Regions from separate parts of the Gasterosteus aculeatus genome. Here region 2 is linked to region 1. The links are chromatin contacts, called in public Hi-C maps. All regions are on one chromosome and are shown on one strand. The core of a region is the stretch at or near the end of the contact, and the rest is flanking DNA. Distances in the headings are between cores, read along the strand shown. Region 1 has its middle 46 kb from the start of LOC120812113. Region 2 holds the start of klf6a (Kruppel like factor 6a).

Evidence for each region. Hi-C and Micro-C count contacts between places; a contact is called where the count stands out from the background.
Region 2: a Hi-C map of whole body shows a contact between it and region 1, with 5 times the contacts expected there. The contact joins the promoter of klf6a here to the enhancer-like site in region 1. A contact is called at or near these places in 4 of 6 Hi-C or Micro-C datasets (skeletal muscle, tail fin and whole body).

The regions. Positions count from the first base shown.
Region 1 is chr21:9,328,591-9,333,645 of fGasAcu3.hap1.1, forward strand. No RefSeq gene overlaps it. Among protein-coding and RNA genes, the nearest start is that of LOC120812113, 46 kb to the left of the region's middle. Within about 2 kb of position 2,316, at least 4 of the 9 cell types and tissues checked have open chromatin away from gene starts, as enhancers often do.
Region 2 is chr21:9,412,036-9,417,090 of fGasAcu3.hap1.1, forward strand. klf6a (Kruppel like factor 6a) reads left to right here and starts at 2,826. Exons shown (of 4, transcript XM_040167137.2): 1 at 2,826-3,236; 2 at 4,804-5,055. The coding sequence starts at 3,135.

The sequences.
Region 1 (5,055 bases), core at 1,066-3,565:
ATCCAGCAACGTCACAGTGTCGAGGATATATTTGGGTTGGTTCAGGTCTTGGTGTGACATACCCACGCTGTGCCAGAACTGGCAGGCTGCTGTGAGCGCCTCACCTCGCTCTCTGCTACCGAGGTCCTCGTCCCAAGTCTCAAGTGCGACTCACCCGTGTGGAAAAATCCCTTCCACTTCAAGCCCCCGCTGCTAGTTAATGTGCTGACATGGCCCACAGAGAAACCTCAGGGGAAAATACAATCTCCTGAGTCATTGTTGCACTTGTTTCCAGAAGCCAGACACTAGGACATCCGGGTTTAGCATTCTCCCCACTCTTCGTTCTTGCCTGTCCAAAAGACTGGAAGCTATAACGCCATCGGAAGGGTGTGACCATCATAGTGGCCATTCTGCTAAACGCTGCTGGAGGTTTATTTATGAATGGGCGGAAATCTCCGTCTGGCCCCGCTCACTTTATATCGACATGGCGTTGACATACATTTAAGCTGTGCTCTTCCTGGTTCTCGACACAGAGCATCATGCAGGGCCGTGATCCCAACTAATTGTAAATGCAAATGAACCTGGTTGGGAAAAAACATTTTTTAAATGAAATTAAAAGCGAGGGAGGTAAGCGCTGAGGACGGCGAGCCACAAAGGCACCGGCCTCGGTTACATAAGTGTTTTCCCTCTGCTCCCCCGGCAAAGAAATTAAAAACACACATCCACATGCACGAGCACCGACCGAACACGATTAGGACTGAGGAAATAACAAGGAGTGGGAGTCGGTGGGTGAGTGTTTCCATTAGTGCTAGCTTCTCTGCGACTGCCACCACTTCCATCAGAACAACACTGAGTAAGAGGAGTGTCCATCAGACAGCGGTTAGCCTGCTTCTGTTTATTTAGGCCTCAATGGAGCGCTAGACCACACTGCAAAGTTTGTTGTATGCTCCAGCATTATCATGAAAATGTACTCACAAATATAGAAATGAAAGAAAGAGGTTTAAAACCTTACAAATTATCTTTATTGTGTAATGAGTGTATTAGAATATAGATGGATTTATCCCAATAAAAGGATGAATTGCAGGATTTACCTGTTTTGTCTATAAAACAAGATTGTAAAAACAAATTGTTGAAGACACCTTTATTTTGAGGCAGCAAAAGTTGTATTTTTGGAATTGCAAAGGGATAAAATGACAGTGAAAGCTGTCGGCCGTGGTGATAGAGAAATATCTGCAGAGCCAATCTCATTTAGCTCTCATTTGGGTGCCGATGACCCGGACACTCCCGTGTGACAGTAATGGGAGCAGATTTAGAAAACCAGGCTCCCACTGCTGATCTCCTCATCATGGGAGTATACGGGACAATCCAAATGTTTAGTGTTAACCAGGAGGCCAGCTAAGGTGGTTTTTGCTTTCCAAAGAAGATTTTCAGTTTTGGTTAGTTAGAATTTAGGTTGGTGGAAATAACCCTGTGACGGTCAAGCTGACTCATCGGCCTTTGTTTAATCATTTTCCCCTGAAAGAGCTTCATAGGATCTTATAAATACTATTGCAGGTTTCTCAATGATGTTAGAGTAAATCTGTAATATAGTTAAACTACACATTTTTCAATTGCCGGCACTAGTCTACGGATAAAAATCTAAACAAATCAGGAATCAGGAATCAGGAATCAGGAAACATTCATTAGCCAAAATATGTCAAACATACAAGGAATTTGTCTTGGCGGTTAGTGCGCGACAGTAGACAGACAAGACAACAGTGCACAAGTAATAAAATAAAGTGGAATGAAATGCTAGTGCAATACCTTCACAAATACCTTCACGTTGTGGAACGTATTTGCTTAATGATTATTTTTTTCTTTCTTTTTACCAAAAAGTAAATACCTCACAAAGATTGTCAAACATTTATGGATCTCATTCCACTTAAACAAAAAAACCTGAACCATCCTTTTAGTGGAGGTGCAGTGGAAATGAATCATGACTGGTATTGGATGAGTAAATTAATTTTATCGGCTGAAGGCTCACAACTATGGTTAAACGGATCTCGGTGTGTGTGTGTGTGTGTGTGTGTGTGTGTGTGTGTGTGTGTGTGTGAGAGCACTCCCTCTGACTCAGATCTCTAACCCTCACTCTTTAGCACTTCCTCCAACCCCATCCCCCCACTCAAACCAACCCTTTTTTTTAATCTCATCCCCCTTCCTCTTCCACCTGAGCCTCTGACTCACAGTACCAGTATCCTGTGACACTTTCAGGATGATCACACAGGCACTACCACCCCTCCTCTGCCTCTCCCTTGCTTTCTCTCACACGTACACGTATCCACACACAATCTGTGCTCACAGACTTGCACGGTGTTAAGTCCCTGGCTTAGTCAGCCTCTGAGCAGAGCACAGGCCCTGCTGGGAAAGAGGCTGAGCAAGCCCCGACAGAATGCTAATGATGTCATTAACCTCTGGACTGCGGGGTCGGGGTGGAAAAGTGGCTGAGAAAGGCATAGATCACGTCACTCTTTCCCTTACTCATTACATTTATACTACTGGACATGCATACAGGTGCCACACAAATTGGCCTTTGTGGAGCCGAAAGGGTAAGCCTCCTTTATTACATCAAAACGTAATGAGTGCACTGATTGCTGTATTTGGTTGGAACAAATCTTTTGATTACGGCTTTTTCCAGGTTGCTGACTCTTTCGAATCGGCTGTGCACAAGTGTAGCTGGACACAATCATTTGGAATTAAAATCAGAGGACAATGCATATAAATAGTTTAATTATGGTGCGTTCCTAATAACTAAAATGTGTTGCTGGAGTAGCCTACAGAAGAACCAAAAAGAAGAATTTATAGAAATAAAATCGACCTCCACTGTTTTTAAATAAATATAATTAATCAGTTAACACTATAGCAGTGTAACGCTAGCGGGTATCTGACCATCTAGCGTCAGCTTTCTTACTTTAGAGTTGGTGTTTGGGTTGAAGTGTTGTTTTTTTCATAAACTATGAAGGCTTGTATGTACATTTATATAAAAATACATGAACAAGGCAAGTTTTCGTTATGATATATATTTGGTCAGGGTGGTATGGTATACACTATGGCTAGTTTATATCCTATTGAAAATGTTCCATTATTTGTTGAGATACTTCCACTCCCAAGTCTTAGTGGGAGTGGGTCTTAAAAATAAATAGTGAGCTTTGCAACGTGTGTGTCTGTGTGTGTGTATGAAACTAACAGCGACAGTGTACCTGCACACAGCTTAACCCTCAGCATGTTTTTCAAACATTCTGTAGGGAAATCTCCTCTGGTCTCCACCCCAGCTGTCCCACTATATCACTATAATATCCACTCTCTAAGGACATTTCTCATGGAGGGATTCAAGTGGGGTTGGGTGTGGGGGTCACCTGCTGCGCATTAGGCTCGAGCTAATAGGGTCATTCATGTCAGCTGACCGGATGAACATCTGTCCAGTGACACACACGAACACAACAGGCACACAGATAAACAAATGGAAGCAGAGTTCCACATTTAACATGGGAAATTGGACAACATACAGTTTGGAAACACACACACACACACACAGGAGAAGAAGGAAGTTGCTGCCAAGAAGGTGGGAGAGGAGTGGGCACTGAGCAAACAGCACTAAGCACAGGAAGTCCCTATCGGAAGGTTTTCTTGGAGGAATGTGTGCATGAACACGTGCAGAGGAGGTGTGGATATAACACCATGGGTCCAGCTGACTTTGAAACCACAACAGAGGAGATTCTTTTTGCTGTATCCATATCAGAGGGTGCACATGTCCTTTTTTTTACAGGGGGGAAGCCAGTCAAGGGAAACATCTGGTTTCATTCAGCTCCACTAACTTTGCTCTGGTTAAAAAATTTACAGCGAGCCACTTTGTTAATGAAAAGGCTTTTTTAAAAACTGTAGTCATTTTCAAATGCAAATTCATAAGTGGGGCTTTTAAATGCGCCTCCACTTTGAAAAGCTCAATTATATCTCGGGCAAGGGCACGGATAAGCCAAGGTAAGACTGAATACAGCGGGTCGGAAAAGTCTATTATGGAGGAGCCACCTCAATATCATTTTTTATTTCACCTTTCTCTCTCAGTCTCAGAGCATGTCGGTCTGGGGAGTTACATCCCTTTTCCATCGTCTTCTTATTTAAGGCTCTTTAGAAATATATCAATAGAAACTGACTGGCTTTGGCCCAAAAAATCAGACATGTTTTCAAATTGGTCAGCGATGACTCAGCTGCTAATTTTTCTTTTTCCAAAGAAAAAGATTGTTTCGACTTTGTATTCCAGGGTCATTCTCTTTTCTCCCCACACCTCACTTCTAAATAGAGAATAGAGGCAACACTGTTTTTTTAAAAGAGAAAAACGTTTTGAGGATTTGATCAAAGTAGGTTTTGTACCTTATTGCTGTCCTTTTCAGACTCCTCACCACTGCAGCACAGCCTTTTTGTCAAAAAACCCTTTATTGACCCAGGCATTGTGTTCCAAGAGTGCTCATTTCAATAAAAAATGAACATTGTGAAATAATTTTTATATTTGAAGTGTAAATCCGTTGTTGAGTTTTTTTTTATTGTAATTGTGCCACTGTATATTACTACCCAACACAAATATGTGCTTTAACAAAATCAAAATGTTCAATTTCTTACAACTATCCGCCTGTAAATCACTGCTGTAGAACGTGTTTCTTATTGTCAGGCCAATATCCCTCTCCCCTCACCCCTCTCATCTTCCACTGAAGTGAGATATTGTATTTCAGGCAGGCCATTTCTCACTGTCAGTAATGCACATGAAATCCCACAAGTAGGAGGGCTAAGAGGTTTGATCGGCCGTAATGCCTTTACCTACACTAACGGCTTAAGTGAGGAAATCGCATTCAAAGTTGCGCCCGGCTCTGCACCGCACATCTGGGTTTCTGTTGGCTTTTTCAGCTGCGGATTGGAAATGTTGTGGTTCATAAGGCCTCATAGAATCCAGAGCTTTATCCATCTTGATCTCATTTACACACAAGTGGGGAGTTTTTACAAATATTTTCCTTTTATTTTGCCATGGCCGTGAAAGGAAATAGCACACAG
Region 2 (5,055 bases), core at 1,576-4,075, 84 kb after region 1:
ATTCTGATTTATGATTGGAATGAATATTGATTTTCCAGGAGCTGTCTTTTCCCCCTCTTCGCGCTTCCCTTCCATTTCTCCTTTTAACAAAAGAGTGAATGATATATGTGGATTGATTTCCAATCAATTATTTTTATTCTCATTTTATTTAAGCTTGAACAAATTTTCAGCTGCACCCGCGCAATGCATCTCTATCAATAGTGCTGTGCCTCATTACTAACTGGCCTTCTGATGGTAAGCAGGGAAATAACGAGCAGACATTTATTTCTGAGTCCGTCATGCCGGTTTATACATTGTTGCGCCATAAATCTGTCCTTTTCCGTGACACTGACAAACAAATGAAATAAATGAACATATTGTGCGCTCTCTTTTTATGTGCCATTAGTTCTGTTGCCAAATATGTTAGAGGGCGAACTAAAGCAACATAACCTGTCAAATATGTCACATTTTGGGGCAAAGTTATGAACTAATCTTCTGTAAAACAATAGGTGTGCTAATCTGTTCAGCTTGCGCATAACATCCATGGAGGACGATGAACATCACGCTGGGGAGCGGCCACAGTCACTTCCCTACACACATCATGGATACCTTACAGTAGTGCGTCTCCAGCGCTCCCAGGTCGTCCACAAAAACCCCTTAGAACAACTCACTAATTGAGCTGACAGTGATGCATTGAAATGGGTCACCCTGGAATTGCTCCTTGCAGTGGCTACTGGCCGGTCTGGGATTACATAACGATGATAAAGCTGCGGACCTGGCCCTCCAAGATAAAAGCCGCTGTGCAGGACCCCGCGCATTCTCTAAATGCTCCGTCTGAGAGGCCTTCTGAAGGAAGTGATTACCGCGGAGCTGCCCGCTAATGCTCCGGCGGGACCCGGCGGTGGGCTCTGTTATTCATCAAACACGGACAGTGTAAGCCGTGGCAACTCTGGAAATGCATGAGTAATGAGCGGCCGTGTTGCGCGATGAGGAGCCGCGCGTTGTCTTGCCGAGTGTGTGCCGAGGAAAGACGTGTTTCAGAAGCCCTCAGAAAAGGACCGATTTTTTTTTGGGGGACTCTTTAAAACAAAGCGTCTGCTCTGTCCTGGGGTGGGAGGACATAATGAATCGCTCCATAAGGAACATGAAAGCAAAGCCAGATTCCTTTGCAGGGCTGCTAAGGCCTGCTCCAGGCTTGAGAAAGCGTCCCATAACCATATGACTAAATAGGATGCTGCAGGCAACAAACACGGCCTCACAGCTGAGAGCGCCACAAAGGACGCTCAGTTGTCTACTCGCCATGGCACGCAGAAAATACTGCCTCTTAGAGGATAATGTGTCCCCTGTGAGGGGACGACGTTTGTCTCATCGGGCGATAGCGTAACGCGGCATGGTGCTACCGACTGCTGTGTGTGTGAACTTATGGAATAAGTGCAGGAAGAGACTCCTCCTGTAGAACGCTTCTACCAGGAAGAAATGATAACAAAAATTTGGGATGACGTTACGCCATGTGGCCGGTGTGAAAAGGGACTCATGAGGGAGTAGAGCAGACAATAGTGGAATTATTGGAGTTATTTAGCTAAAAGTGTAATTTTGTTTTGGTGTCTACTTCCGTTATTAATGTCAAAAACTCTAATTCCATCTTTAACCGCTCTGGACAAAAACATCCACCAGCTTTATGTATGCTTCTGTTACATTAACATTATGTTTATTTAGACTTTTCTCTTTTTGTTGTGAAATAGTATACTTAGGTATTTATGTAGGAATCGTTCTTTAATGAATCTAGAAAAAGAATATTATGTATATAGCATCATTAGAAATGCAGTAGAAATCCACAATCTGAATATCAGAGATGATGGGGTTAATTCTGGGTGATCTTGTGCTCATAAGGATAGAAGCCCTTAAGGGAATTGATTTGAAAAGGAACAATCCCATTAACACTCAACCCTAAAGCTGGGTCACAGGATTGCTTATTTTGAAAGCTTCGGGTGAAACTGCTGCTAAATAGTTATTCTGTGGTGGTGGTGGGGGCCTACTGAGCGTTTTCTCTATGTACAATAACACCTAAACTGGGGTAAAACAAATTCTTTAACTTTTGGAAACTACTTCTACTGCACATTCATTCCCCCGCTCACTCTTTCAAGTGCAAATTAGATGATAAAAGCCTTTAAAACTAACAACAGAGAGCAACTTCTGTGTTTTTAAAAGCAAAGCTCTCTTGCATGCATTAATGCGGTCGCAGAGGAGAAGTGACGACGGACGTTTCCTGTAAACGCGCGAGTGAGCTGATAACACAATAAGTGCGCGGCCGAACATTAGTCATCACTGTGTCCCAAGACATGAGCGCGCTCTTATTGGGTGATGTCACGGACAGCGCCTTGGTGAGGTCATCGCCCTAAAGAGCGGTGTCGCAAGTGATGCCTGTGACAAAGTTTCCCGGAGCCGCGTAGTAGGGAGAAGGGGAGTGGGGGACGAGGGGAGCTGGGGGGGAAGAGGGGCCGTGGTGTTTTCCACTAACCGGGAATAAGACCGGTCCGGCTCACATGCGCTGCCCGTGGCGAAACACAGCGCAGACTACACCAGTGAAGAGAGAGAGAGAGAGAGAGAGAGATCGAGCATGAGCTCCTTTATATACACGCCTAAAAATAACCAGCCAATCAGCGGAGAGACGCTGAAAGCCCGAACGCGCCAATTAAAAGCGAGAACAGAGCAAATTAAGTCAGGGGCCGCTCGCTATTGGCCGACTGTGATATCATTTGCGAGGGTCTAAGTCGCACGCTGCGGATTGGCTGGCACCCTCGGGGGCGTGGTCCCTCCGTGGAGTAGGGGCGGGGGGGGGTGGGAGCGGGAGGGGGCGGGCTTTAGGTTTGAATAGGGAAGTTTGCAGAGCGTGGTTGCTTCCCATCCAGTCCGGCGCAGTGTTTGCAAACACCTTGAACGCCAGCGAGAGACGAAGGGGGGAGACGGACTGACGGACGGACGCTCGGCTGCTACACTGCTGCTGAAAACAAGCGCCTCTTCGCGTGCATCGCAGGGGACGGCTGTCATTCCTTCTACTGGGTGTTATTTTGGTTCCTCTTCTACTTGAGAAAACACATTTAACTGAAGCTACACAGCATTTTTAATTTTTTTTTTAAACTAAGCTCTGGGAAAAAATGGATGTTCTACCCATGTGCAGCATCTTTCAGGAACTTCAAATAGTTCACGACACGGGCTATTTCTCAGCCTTACCATCACTGGAGGAGTACTGGCAGCAGGTGAATATCTATATATATGTACATATATATGAATTTTTAACGTCATATCAGCTGTTCTCATAGCTTATATCCGCTGTCGGAGCTTGAGTGGTAAAGCGGAACTGAGAGATCCCACCGCGGCGTCTTGTGCGCTCGACAAGTTCAGCTCCACGTACCCGGCGCGTAACGGCTCTGAACACACAGGCGTCCCCGGGCTTAGACGGCGCCCCGGTGCTTAGACGGCTCCCGTCCCGCTCACCCGACGGGCCATGCGTGGTGGTGACGTTTTTTTTTTTTTTTTTGTTGGCATCCTGACGTGTGGATCAGCGTGTCAGTCTGACAGCTCCAGTCGAGATGAAAGCGCGCGCGGTAACAGCAGCGTGCCCGTGCGTTCCTTTCCTCCTTTTTGCTTTTGTTTTATTCTACCGCTCTTGCTGCGTTTCCTCCTCCACTCGGCGGCTCGCCTCAGGCCATGTGAGCTGGTGTCACCGCAAACACTGCAGCCGCTGTAGGAGGAGGAAGTAGAATTTCAAATCAGTCAGCAGTTGGATCCAAATGTGCGGCCGCGCGTCGGCGCAGGAGCAGCGCCGCAGCTCAGCGCGGCGCATTTCCTCTTTTCTTTTTTTAGTTCTATCACTGTTTTGAAAAGCTGCACGGTCAACTTTAAAATGAAAAGGAAATCCAGTGTTTCAGTGCCATAAAGCGCATCCTCACCCCATGTTTTACGTATATTTTTATTTTAGAAATCCTATATTTGCGTCTGTGGGCTCCACATGACGATCCAAAGTCAGCCGTGGCCACATTCCTGCCCGGGTGAGTAGGCACTAGCACAGCTGGAAGATGTACTATAAGGCTCCAGAAGCCTGGAGGGAGTCTGTCCCCAACATCTGCCTGGTCAAACCTACTGCCCCCCCCCGTTTAAAAAAACTCTGAAGCCACTTTGTTTGGGCCTCCACTGAGGAAGGATATGATTGCATGACAGAGGTTTCACATGAGTAAAAAAACATCTGAATGGCTCGTGGGGGGGGGGGGGGGGGGTTGAGCAGCTTCCTTAAAAGGAGTCTAGATTTGTTCAGTGAGTCATTGGAGTGCTGAAATGACAATGCACGCTTGTATGTGTTAAAGAAACAGGAACTCAGTGGTTTTGTGTGTTTTTTAGAAGAGGCTCAGTTCTTCTTCTTCTTCTTCTTCTTCTTCTTCTTCTTCTTCTTCTTCTTAATATTATTTATGTTCGGAATGTTTTGTCAGCCAAAACCAAATGTTGTTTCCATTTGCAGGTTTTTGCATTTCAGCAGCTGGAAGCATCAAATATTTCTCTTATTTACATTTTTCGAGTTGATTATGTTCCTTTTGGTCCAGGCGTGTCACATCTTGGTTGTCATTGCAGTCATGACCCTGACATGTGCAGCTGGTTACCGTTTCCTGGTTCAGGCTTCCTGTCAAAAACATTGCGTACAGCTTTTTTTAAGGGTTGGTTAGTGCACGTGACTATTTGAAAGGAATCCCCCCGTCTTGTCGGTTCTCGAGGAACTTCTCTCTCTGCTCGTGGTTTGTTTATTCTGACTTGTCTGCACTCTCACACCACCAGACATGCTTGGAGCTGGAGCGCTATCTGCAGAACGAGCCCTACGTCTCCCCGTCCGACCTCAAGTTTGACAGCCAGGAGGACCTCTGGAGCAAGCTGATGTTGGCCTACGGGGACAAAGCCAAGGCCGAGTCCGACCCCAAGCTGCCCGTCTCGGCCCATGACGAGGACAATCAGGACAGCCCGATCTTGGACACCAACAGTGTGAATTCGGACGCCAGCAGCGAGGCGTCGGACAGTTCCGAGGAGCTCTCG